Linked DNA regions of Mus musculus: region 2 is linked to region 1. Evidence: chromatin contacts called from public Hi-C data. All regions are on one chromosome and are shown on one strand. The core of a region is the stretch at or near the end of the contact, and the rest is flanking DNA. Distances in the headings are between cores, read along the strand shown. Region 1 has its middle 33 kb from the start of Gm31693. Region 2 has its middle 24 kb from the start of Gm31813.

Evidence for each region. A called contact is a pair of places that touch in the nucleus more often than the background predicts.
Region 2: a Hi-C map of the G1E-ER4 cell line shows a contact between it and region 1, with 2.1 times the contacts expected there. The contact joins two enhancer-like sites. A contact is called at or near these places in 1 of 484 Hi-C or Micro-C datasets (the G1E-ER4 cell line), 3 of 115 datasets of contacts at active chromatin or transcription factors (CD8 T cells, embryonic stem cells and microglia) and 1 of 9 other capture datasets (embryonic stem cells).

What each region holds. Positions count from the first base shown.
Region 1 is chr3:21,732,996-21,737,770 of GRCm38.p6, forward strand. No RefSeq gene overlaps it. Among named protein-coding and RNA genes, the nearest start is that of Gm31693, 33 kb to the left of the region's middle. Within about 2 kb of position 3,361, at least 12 of the 459 cell types and tissues checked have an H3K27ac peak or open chromatin away from gene starts, as enhancers often do. A contact at or near this core is called in the G1E-ER4 cell line, where this site is marked.
Region 2 is chr3:21,985,985-21,990,800 of GRCm38.p6, forward strand. No RefSeq gene overlaps it. Among named protein-coding and RNA genes, the nearest start is that of Gm31813, 24 kb to the left of the region's middle. Within about 2 kb of position 2,312, at least 152 of the 459 cell types and tissues checked have an H3K27ac peak or open chromatin away from gene starts, as enhancers often do. A contact at or near this core is called in the G1E-ER4 cell line, where this site is marked.

The DNA of each region.
Region 1 (4,775 bases), core at 2,111-4,610:
AGGCATGTTCATCACTCTTGAACCTTCCTCCCTCTGAGAGTGTAACTCCTTGTGCCCACTGGTGCTGTCCATGGCTATTCTCTGCTATACAAGCTTCTCAAGATGCTTCTGGTTGTTCCTGGTGGATCAGATCCTACTCAACATCTTTGTAATGCCCTATTAACATCAACCCTCTATAAGTGTCTTGCTGACCTCAGTTTTTACTGGTTGTTGATAAGATTTATTTACCAGAAGTTGTTAATGACAATAGAATCTTCCAAAAGATGTTTCTAAAAACATGTTCTTTTAATTTAAAAATATTTCCTTCCTTACAGTGTACTATAGAAAAGGGAAGAGAGATAGAGAGATGTTTCTGTGGCTCTCAGTCATCATTGACACCCTTCCATATCCTCTCCCTTGTCCCTTGCTCACTGGAGTAAGACTGGAGCTTATGGGGTGGATGGTCAGACGGCTGTGCTTTCAGTTTCAAAAAAAGTAAGCACATAAAGCAAGCAAAAGTAAAAGCAAAAACAAAACATGATAATAGCCAAATAGCAAGCATGGCAGAGAAAAGTCATAGATCTATAGAAAAGTGTCACCCAATCAGGTGCTTTCGATACAGAGCAGAAACTGACTGGAGAAGCCCTTTCGTCAGCTGAGGAGACCTCCTGCCTGTAAGACCCAAGCAGAAGTGAATAAATGTTCGTTGAATGAGCATCCAGTGTCTTGTTTCCACCACAGGCATATTTTATTCCATGAGATAAACAATAATAACCTTTACTTAGAATAGTTTACCTTTTAGCTGTCTAAAGAATGCCATCTTTGCCAGGCAGTTGTGGCACACGCCTTTAATCCCAGCACTTGGGAGGCACAGTCAGGCGGATGTCTGAGTTCGAGGCCAGCCTGGTCTACAGAGTGAGTTCCAGAACAGCTAGGGCTGTACAGAGAAACCCTGTCTCAAAAAACCAAAACCAAAAAAGTATCCCATCTTTTAAAATACTTTTATCTCTTTGTTCTCCTCTACCTGACACAGAGGCAGGCCCAGCCCAGGTCTTCTCTCAGGGCATTTGAGAGAAATATGCTAGAATATGATTGAATTAAGGAGACCCATCTTGCTCTCAGAGTCAGCTCTAAACAAGGGCAAACAGCGCGTGACAGTTGACCAACATTATTTATCTTACACCAATCCCCATATCAGAAGAATATTTGCAAAAGGGACATTGGTATTTGGTAAATATCTTAGCCATGTTTAACTCTCATTTCTAAATCTCACAAACTTCTAAAGCCACACCTCTCTTTTTTACATTTGTGTGTGTGTGTGCATGTGTGTGTGTGCATGTGTACACTTGCTCAAATGCTTGTGTGGGGGAAAGTGTGCAGATATGTGTACATTAATGTGGAGTCCAGAGGTTGATGGTGAGTATCTTCCTCTTACCTTGAAGCTAGAGCTCACAAGTTCAATTCTACTGTCTGGCCAATAAACCCCAGGGGTCCTCCAATCTCTTCCTATCTAACACTGGAATTACAAGCACATACTACCACACACAACTTTCTACATAAAATCTGGGAATCCCAAGTTAGGTTCCCCTACTCCTACAATGGGCAATTTCCAACTGAGCCATTGCCCTTGACCTGAGTTGACACTATCATCTTATAAAATGCCTTGTAAAGTATCTGAAGAAAAACTTCACATAAGAAAAATGATGCCTCACACATCCAAAGAGGCATATCCACCCCTCTGGCAGTAGAGTTGGGGGCCTCTGGATGATGGATAGGACACTAGTTTTTCCTGCCTGTGTCATTACCAGCTAAACCACTCTAGGCTACAATGATAGTAAGTAACTAACAACAGAACATCATGCTTAAAGTTTGCATCTCAGCTTTTAAAATACAGATATTCTACAAGTGTAACCCTGATGACATCATGCATTCTCTGCTGATACAGATTTGTTCTATACAATTTGTTTTTACACATGTGCTGACTCATAGAAGACATGAATCTAAAAGCTTTGCAGCTGAAGTATTATCTACGAACTGTCCATTCACAGTATTCTGTATTTGAAAGCTACTACTTTGTTCATAAAATTAATAATACTTAAAATTATCAATAAGTACAATATTTTACTCTTGAAATAAACAGCATACATTTGTGTTTTAAGTGGACAGATAATTTCTTTTAAAATATCTTTCTTTTTTAAATTTTTTTTTTTGAGACTGAGTCTACTTATAACCTAACTCACCTCAAATTCACCACATGATGGAAAATAACATCAAATTCTTGTTCCTTCTTCAGCTCCCCACATGCTGGGGTAATATGGGCACTCTCACAGCCTCTTCAGAGGGTGTGTCTTGTTCTTCCTACTGCTTGTAGTATATGTCAGTGAGACATGATGCTATTGAGTGTGACTACTCAGACACTGGCCTTCTCACCTTTCAATAATATGACACAAGTGTTTATTTGATACTTCGGCCATAGCCAAAATCAACAATAGACAATGTGTCCAATCTCCATTCTGGTACTGAAGCAAATTTATTATGTTTCTCTATGAACCAAGTTGAAATAATCAGAATTGAATCACAGGTGACAAAACACATTCTACCCCTGTGGCAGTGCGGACACTCTGGAACATTGTGTGCCTTGTTCTTATGAGTGACCCGTCCAGCAGGTCAGTTATTTGAGGGTCTCGAGGGGACCTTCTCCTAAGAACCAAATGGGGGGATAGAGAGAGACAAGGACCAAGTGCAAGAACGACTCGGAAACATTCTGAGTGGCATCAAGATCCCACTGTATTAGCAAGGCTTAAGGTTTAAATGCACAAGCAAAAGGAGAAGTACTTCTCAGCAGGAGGAATGGGAAATCACCTCAGCAGGAGAGATGGGGCAGTGGAAAAAGAGGAAGTACTTCTCAGCAAGAGGGATGGGGTAGTGGAAAAAGAGGAAGTACTTCTCAGCAGGAGGGATGGGGCAGTGGAAAAAGAGGAAGTACTTCTCAGCAGGAGGGATGGGGCAGTGGATAAAGAGGAAGTACTTCTCAGCAGGAGGGATGGGGCAGCAGAAATTTTTCTTTTGGCAACTACACAGGGAAACAGGAACTTGGTGGTATCAGGGTACATCTTGAGGTCAGGACATCCGGTGCTGACTTTCTCTTAGTGGTGCGTAGGTGACCCGGTTTTGACCCCCTTTTCTTCTCGGGGGGGGGGGGAGGGGGAGAGGCCCAATTCAGAGATTAGGACAATTGTGTTGTCTTAATGGCTCCCAACATATGAGGAAAGAAAAAAATCATCTGTGCAGAGACAGGCCAGGAACTGGCCCTGCAACCATGTGTTCAGATTCTCAGTTCAAGCCCTCCTGGCACTGCCCCTTCCCTCTGCAGGTGTTGGAAGCTGCACATCAGAGATGGCTGCATCCAAATGTGCCTTTACTTTCTGCCAAGAGATCGTTTCTTGAGGGAATCCTTAAGAATCTGCTGAGAATATTCAGCAACGTAGTCCTGTCCTTAAGGCTGGCACTTTTCTGGGCCCCTTGAAACTTTTTAACAGTTGCTTTTAAAACCTATCTTCTTGCTGCCTAGTACCCTCCCAGGCCCTGCTTTGAAGACATTTTCCCCCATTAAATCCAGTTGAAGAAAAAAATCCTAAGTAAAGCTATTTTCTTCATGGTCCTGTCTACAGCTTGCCCCTGGGTCAGCTGCATGACACCAATGTCTCTAACTACAATTACTAGGTGAGGTATTTTCTCCTGAGGCAACACAGCTGTTTCTGTCTTTCAGGAGGTAAAATGTGAGTGTTAATCCATAATTATACAAGGAGGGAAAATGGCTACTTAGCATATGCACAGCTCAGAAAAAAATCCTAGTACCAATTAGTAATGATATGAATTTGAGTCTAAATAGCCAATTTGCCAGCATGAAAGTCCCCATCAGGAAAGTATTCCTTCTTTCCTTCTATAACAACCCTTCATGCTCAAATAATAGAGCACCTGAGAGGTAGGGCCTTCCCATTAATGTCTATAACTGTGGCCATGTAGACCTCTCACCTGATTAAAGGGATACAGAATTATTCCACTGGCTACATAATATAACAATCACTGCAGCATAGGGCCAGCTGGAACAGCCATACAGTGAAGACAGCACTCAGGAAAATGGTTGACAAGCCATTGAGTAGCTGAGACTTCTGAGTATTATTTCCTCATTGTCCAATAGAAATAGCCCCCAGATGTAAGTGAATGGGAACAGGATGTGAGTATTCTCTTTAAACCCTGACGATGTGAATAGAATCTGATGTGATGTCTCGTATTAAATGATGTTTCTAGAAAAAAGGAAACCAAAACAAAATAAACAACTTCTCCCTCCCAAAAAAGCAAAACCATCCTCCCATACGTACAATAAACATCACACAGGCTGACTATCAGAACTTCAATGATTGTGAAGAGTTTAAATGTTTTAATGCCAAATTAATCCTGGGCTATCTTAACACCCTAAAAGTTATTTATTACCTAACTCTACATGTGACTGAACAGTTCTGTGGCTTTTTAGATAAGACCCCCAGCTCCCATCAACCCAAAAGTTAAAACTGTGATAGGCTGGAATCCAGAACCTGTAGCCCTCATTTTACTGTAACCCACCTACCTGATATTTCCCCTAATACATCTGAAAATGATTTATTATTTGCTTTGTTCTGGTACAATATATGCTTTGTGAAACTTTTACCGTGTTGGAATGTAGTTGGAAACTCAATCTGAGTTGCCAAGCCACACAGACTCATATTTATCTACAGAATAAACTCTCTCTCATTCTC
Region 2 (4,816 bases), core at 1,062-3,561, 250 kb after region 1:
GAGTGGTGTAGAAACCTCTGAGGGTTTTTGTCCTATCCACAGCTAGACAACTAGACACTCTGCTCATCACCCAGGGTATCAGCTTGGAAGCCTGGGTCTGGATTAACTTTTATGAGCCCTACTGTTGATCCTACTGGGAGAGAATAGGACCATTATCCCAATTTTTGAGCCAAAATTAAAGTAAGTTTTATTAAATGCTGGCCAAGACTATGGACTCTACCCAGATCCATACTCAGGATTCCCAGAAAACGGCCTCACACTGTGCTAATCTGGTGATTATAAAGGCACAACCTACAAGGCTGTGTATTTGCTGCCTTGGGGGTAAGCATACATCCTGCCTATGTACTTCCTGGTCCATGTGATTAAGGACATCCTGAGAAGTTGAAGCAACCAACCTTGTTTACAGAAGTGAAAACATTTTCATGGCTTGTTATCTTGCATGAATAGTAGCCCCCAGAATCCAGGAAGTTATCTGTCCGTGGGCAGAGAAAGTTATCTGCATTATAGGTTAGAGACATTTTTGTTTTATAGATCCCTTCAGCACAGGAATTAAAACTTAAAATATAACTTTAGCCCTCACAGTTGGAGTATATCATTTACCAAGCTGTAAAGGGCAATTAGGTTGTCTGATTTCACAAGACCAGGTTCACCGGATGGTGTCCAGCTTCCCCTGGTGAATGAGTGACCAGAACGAAAGCACTCTTCACCTCTGCTGAACTTGGATCCTTGAAGGTGGGGCTGACTAGAGTTACCAGGCTGTACAATGCTGTCTGGCCACATCTTGGAGCTGGGCACATTTCTCGTCCTCCCCTCAGGGAGGGGTTTATAGTACAGGCAGTTTTTTCAAAGAGGAACATTTCCTTAAACAGGACACCTTAGGCTTATCTGTTGTAGGAGAACAATTAACACAAGCTTTGTGAAGATCTGCAATTGAGAAAACACTGAGTTCCAAGCCAAGTCCAGTCACTTACACTGGCAGAGTCCATTCTCAGAGTCATCAGAGGTACGGGGTGTTCTCTAGGACTTGGTCCTGGTCCTGAGTTAGCACAGAGGCAAATAGTCCTTGCCTAAGAGTTGATGTTCCAGGAAAAAGTAGATGTGTGGTTGCCAGGATGACTATCTCCAACTCAGCTGGGTTTATTTTCGTCTGCCATTTTAAGAAGATGTTGGCTCAGGGGACAGACACATTCTGTACCAAGCCAACAGGTACCCTGCCAAAAATTCTGTGTCAAAAGCTGATGATGAGGGCTGAGGGATGTATGTCAGTTGGCAGAGTACTTGTCGAATGAGCACAAAGACCTAGGATCAATCCCCAGCACTGTGTAAAGGGATTGTGGTGGCACATATCTGCAAGGTCATCCTAAACTATATAGAAATATCAAAGGAAACCAGACAACTTGAGACCCTGATTTAAAACAAGGGAAAGGACTGAATAAAATAAATAGCCTCTGATATTTGGGCATTTAAATTTGTTGTTGTTGTATTTTTCCTGATTTCAGAACTCTTGCTGGAACAATCTCTACATTATGGTTGACTGTAGAAAGAGCTTCCAAGTTAGCGAGCTGAACCTCCTACAGATGAGGGTTAGAGGAGTAAGTATCTCCTCAGGAACTAATGCACGTGATTATGGGGCCTTACTAAATCTAAACTTCTCGGGTCAGCATCAGTCTTTAGTAAGACCTTCAGCTGACTAGACGGAACCCACCATGTCATAAAAAGTATTCTTGCTGCACAAAGAATCCATTGGTTTTCATGTTAATCTCACCCAAAGATGTTACAGAAACATCTAAAATAATGCTTGACTGAATATGCAGCCCCATAGCCCAGCCAAGTTGAGATGCAGAATGACTCACGCTGGTTTCTAAACACCTGCCAGTCTCCTACAGCCTCTGACACCATTAACCACAAAGGGGAGGGGGGGGGGAGGTTTTCTCTTTCCCTTACCCATCTCACTGTTAGTCTAGACTCACTACCAAAACCAGACATGAATATTGGGCTCTTACTGTGAAAGCAGAAGGTGCAGAGAAAGTTCCCTTCACACAGTTGATCAATAGCATTAGAAGTAACAAGAAATGAGAAAATTCACATGGTCCAAGTCGTCAGGCTCCTAACACACACAGCATGCTCTGCTCGGGGCCTTCCCTAGCCTACACACTTGCCTGGAAGGCAACAACTCCTTTTCAGTTCCTTGAGCTGTGGCTTTTCTTCCCCAAATCTTCTCTCATGTTCCTTTCCTCCAGGGAGGGTGGTTGTGACATCTGCACACAGAGACGCCGTGGGAGGCAACAGCTTCGTCCGTTGGAGTTTAAAGTCTAACGCAAACCCTGAGCCGTTATCTCACTATCCACTGTTACATAAGGAAACAGTCTTGACTGACACCCCTTTCTGTGGTCATGAGTTGTTTCCTCATTGCTCTTCCCTCAGCAGTCTCACCTTTAACCCAGGAAGTGAGGAGAACATGTTTCTGCCATGTGTATGTACCTTAGGCCTGAATAAAGCAGGGCTTTCATTATTTTAGATTGAACTAAAGAAGATTTAGCTACCTTGAAAAGCAACACTCACAAGGGGTTTCCACTAATAGCGATCCTCATCTCACTGTGAATGGGTATATAGTCATGCATGGTGTCTTGAGGACTCCTTTGATAGAATGATATAATCGACAGAACATGTAGACCCTGAGGCACTATGTGGAGCACACATCAGCAGGAGTACACACCTAGCTTGTTTCCAGTATTCAGTTTCTTACTCTCCCAGGCTGCACCTTCACTATGATGATAAGCACACTTCCCACCCACATGTGAAGGCCCTGATCCATGGCACCTGTGGAGACAGCCACAGACCATCACTCTTCTTCACAGCCCATAGCCGTGCCAGGAAGTCCGAGTTGAAATCTGTTCTCAAATGTTCTCATCCGTTCCATGGAATCATGTATTTCTGGTAAACATCTCTTCTTCTACTTAGACCAAGCCAGTGAGGGACTCAGCCAACACAGAAAGAAGAGCAGAAGGAGAATACAGACAACCCTCCCATTCTCAACGGTCAGCATTCAAGGCCCAGTGACATCTTGGCTCTTCCTGGATCTCATTTGTCAGTGCTTCCTGGAAGTCTATACAGTAAAACAAAGTGTGCATGTCTGCAGTGTCCGTCCAATAAATGCCATCTCTATATAGGTTGGTTAGTAATAGGTTTCTAACACCTGAGAAAACAGGAGGAGAGAGGGAGGCAAATCCTGGAAATTATATTATGAGGCATTCTTTGGTGCTTAGATTATGTGCAGAGAGTTAAATGAGATCATTAACATAAAATTTGTCATTTGTAAAGTGAAATTCATAGCTATGATTCTGTAGACATCTTTAACTAGGAGTAAAAATGATTCCTTAAAGACTAACAGATTTGTCATGCTTTATCATTTTCTTATTTTTATAAAAAATATTCCAAGACTGAGTCTCATATATTCCAAGTCTGGCCTCAAACTTACTGTGAGGCTCAAACTTACTGTGAGGCTGAGGATGGCATGGCCTTCTTACCTCTACCTTACAAGAGTTGGAATTACAGGCATACAACACCACTTCCTACAATGCTGGCACTGAAGCCAGGGTTGCACGCTATGCAGACAAACACTCAACCAACTAAGCTACATATCCATTCTCTTCACAATACATTATCTCTATCGCTGGTTCCCAAGGGTCTCAGATAATATAAATTAATCCTTAGATTCATGGGATCTTGAGTACAAAGCAACGTGTGCATGTGTGTTGTATACGTGTAAGAAAATGTCATGATCAAGCTTGTTAGTGCATGTTAATAAAGAAAATCAACACGTGCTACAGAAACAGACTAACAGCATTTAATGAACTGTTTATATGTCTCATGTATATTTAATGCCTGTCCTCACAGGTGTTTAGAATCAGCAAGACAAACTTCTAAAGGCAATTGTATCTACCTCATTAACTCAAATTAATTGTAGTATTATATTTCTTTGCTTTGAGGCTTGAATGAAATCAGCTCAGTCTAGCAACTGACTAAGTCACATTCCTTAGAGATTCTGATTGGCTGCTATTGATGCTGCAGGCATTTCTCAGAGGAAACTTACTTGTTGGATGGGTGTGCATGCAGGAAAAGCTAGATGGCCAAACTTAAGGAATCTTTAGCAGGAAATGTCTCCTATAGCTTGGTATGTTTATGTAATTTTGCTTGGTTTCACTGTCCAGCAATTATCATTTTATTTACTAGGGGAAAAGTCAGAGTATGGGGTTCGGGTGGTGAGGGAATAGTAACTTCAGGTCATTGGTCTAACATAGTACAGAAGGGTCCTTTTGTATACTCCCCTCAATACTAACTCTGAGGCATAAGTGCTAAAAAGAAAAAAAAAAGTTGCATGTAAAACTAGCCCATTGAAGAGGGGAGAGGGGTGGTTCAGGGTGTAAAGTTACTTATCACGAAAACCTGACAAGCTGAGCTTGAGTTCATTTGGTGCCCATGTAGAGGGGAGGAAATAAATGATTCCACAAAGTTGCCTTATGACTTGCACATACACACAAAATGAAAAAAAAACCCACATGTAATTTTTTAAAGGGCCAAGTTTACGTGGTTAACATTGAGACAAATAGATGCCGTTGTTTTTTACTAGAGGAATTCTCAGAGACTTGAACATTTCATGTTTTGTGACTCTCCACAAAGTCGTTAGCATGTAACCCAGGTTGATCCATTAAAGGCATTTGGTGAGCCCAGTAGACCGTAAAATATACTTTGAGAAATCTTGGCCCTAATAAAGTCTCAACTGGGAACTCCCCATTTCTTTTAGTTTGTTTGTTAG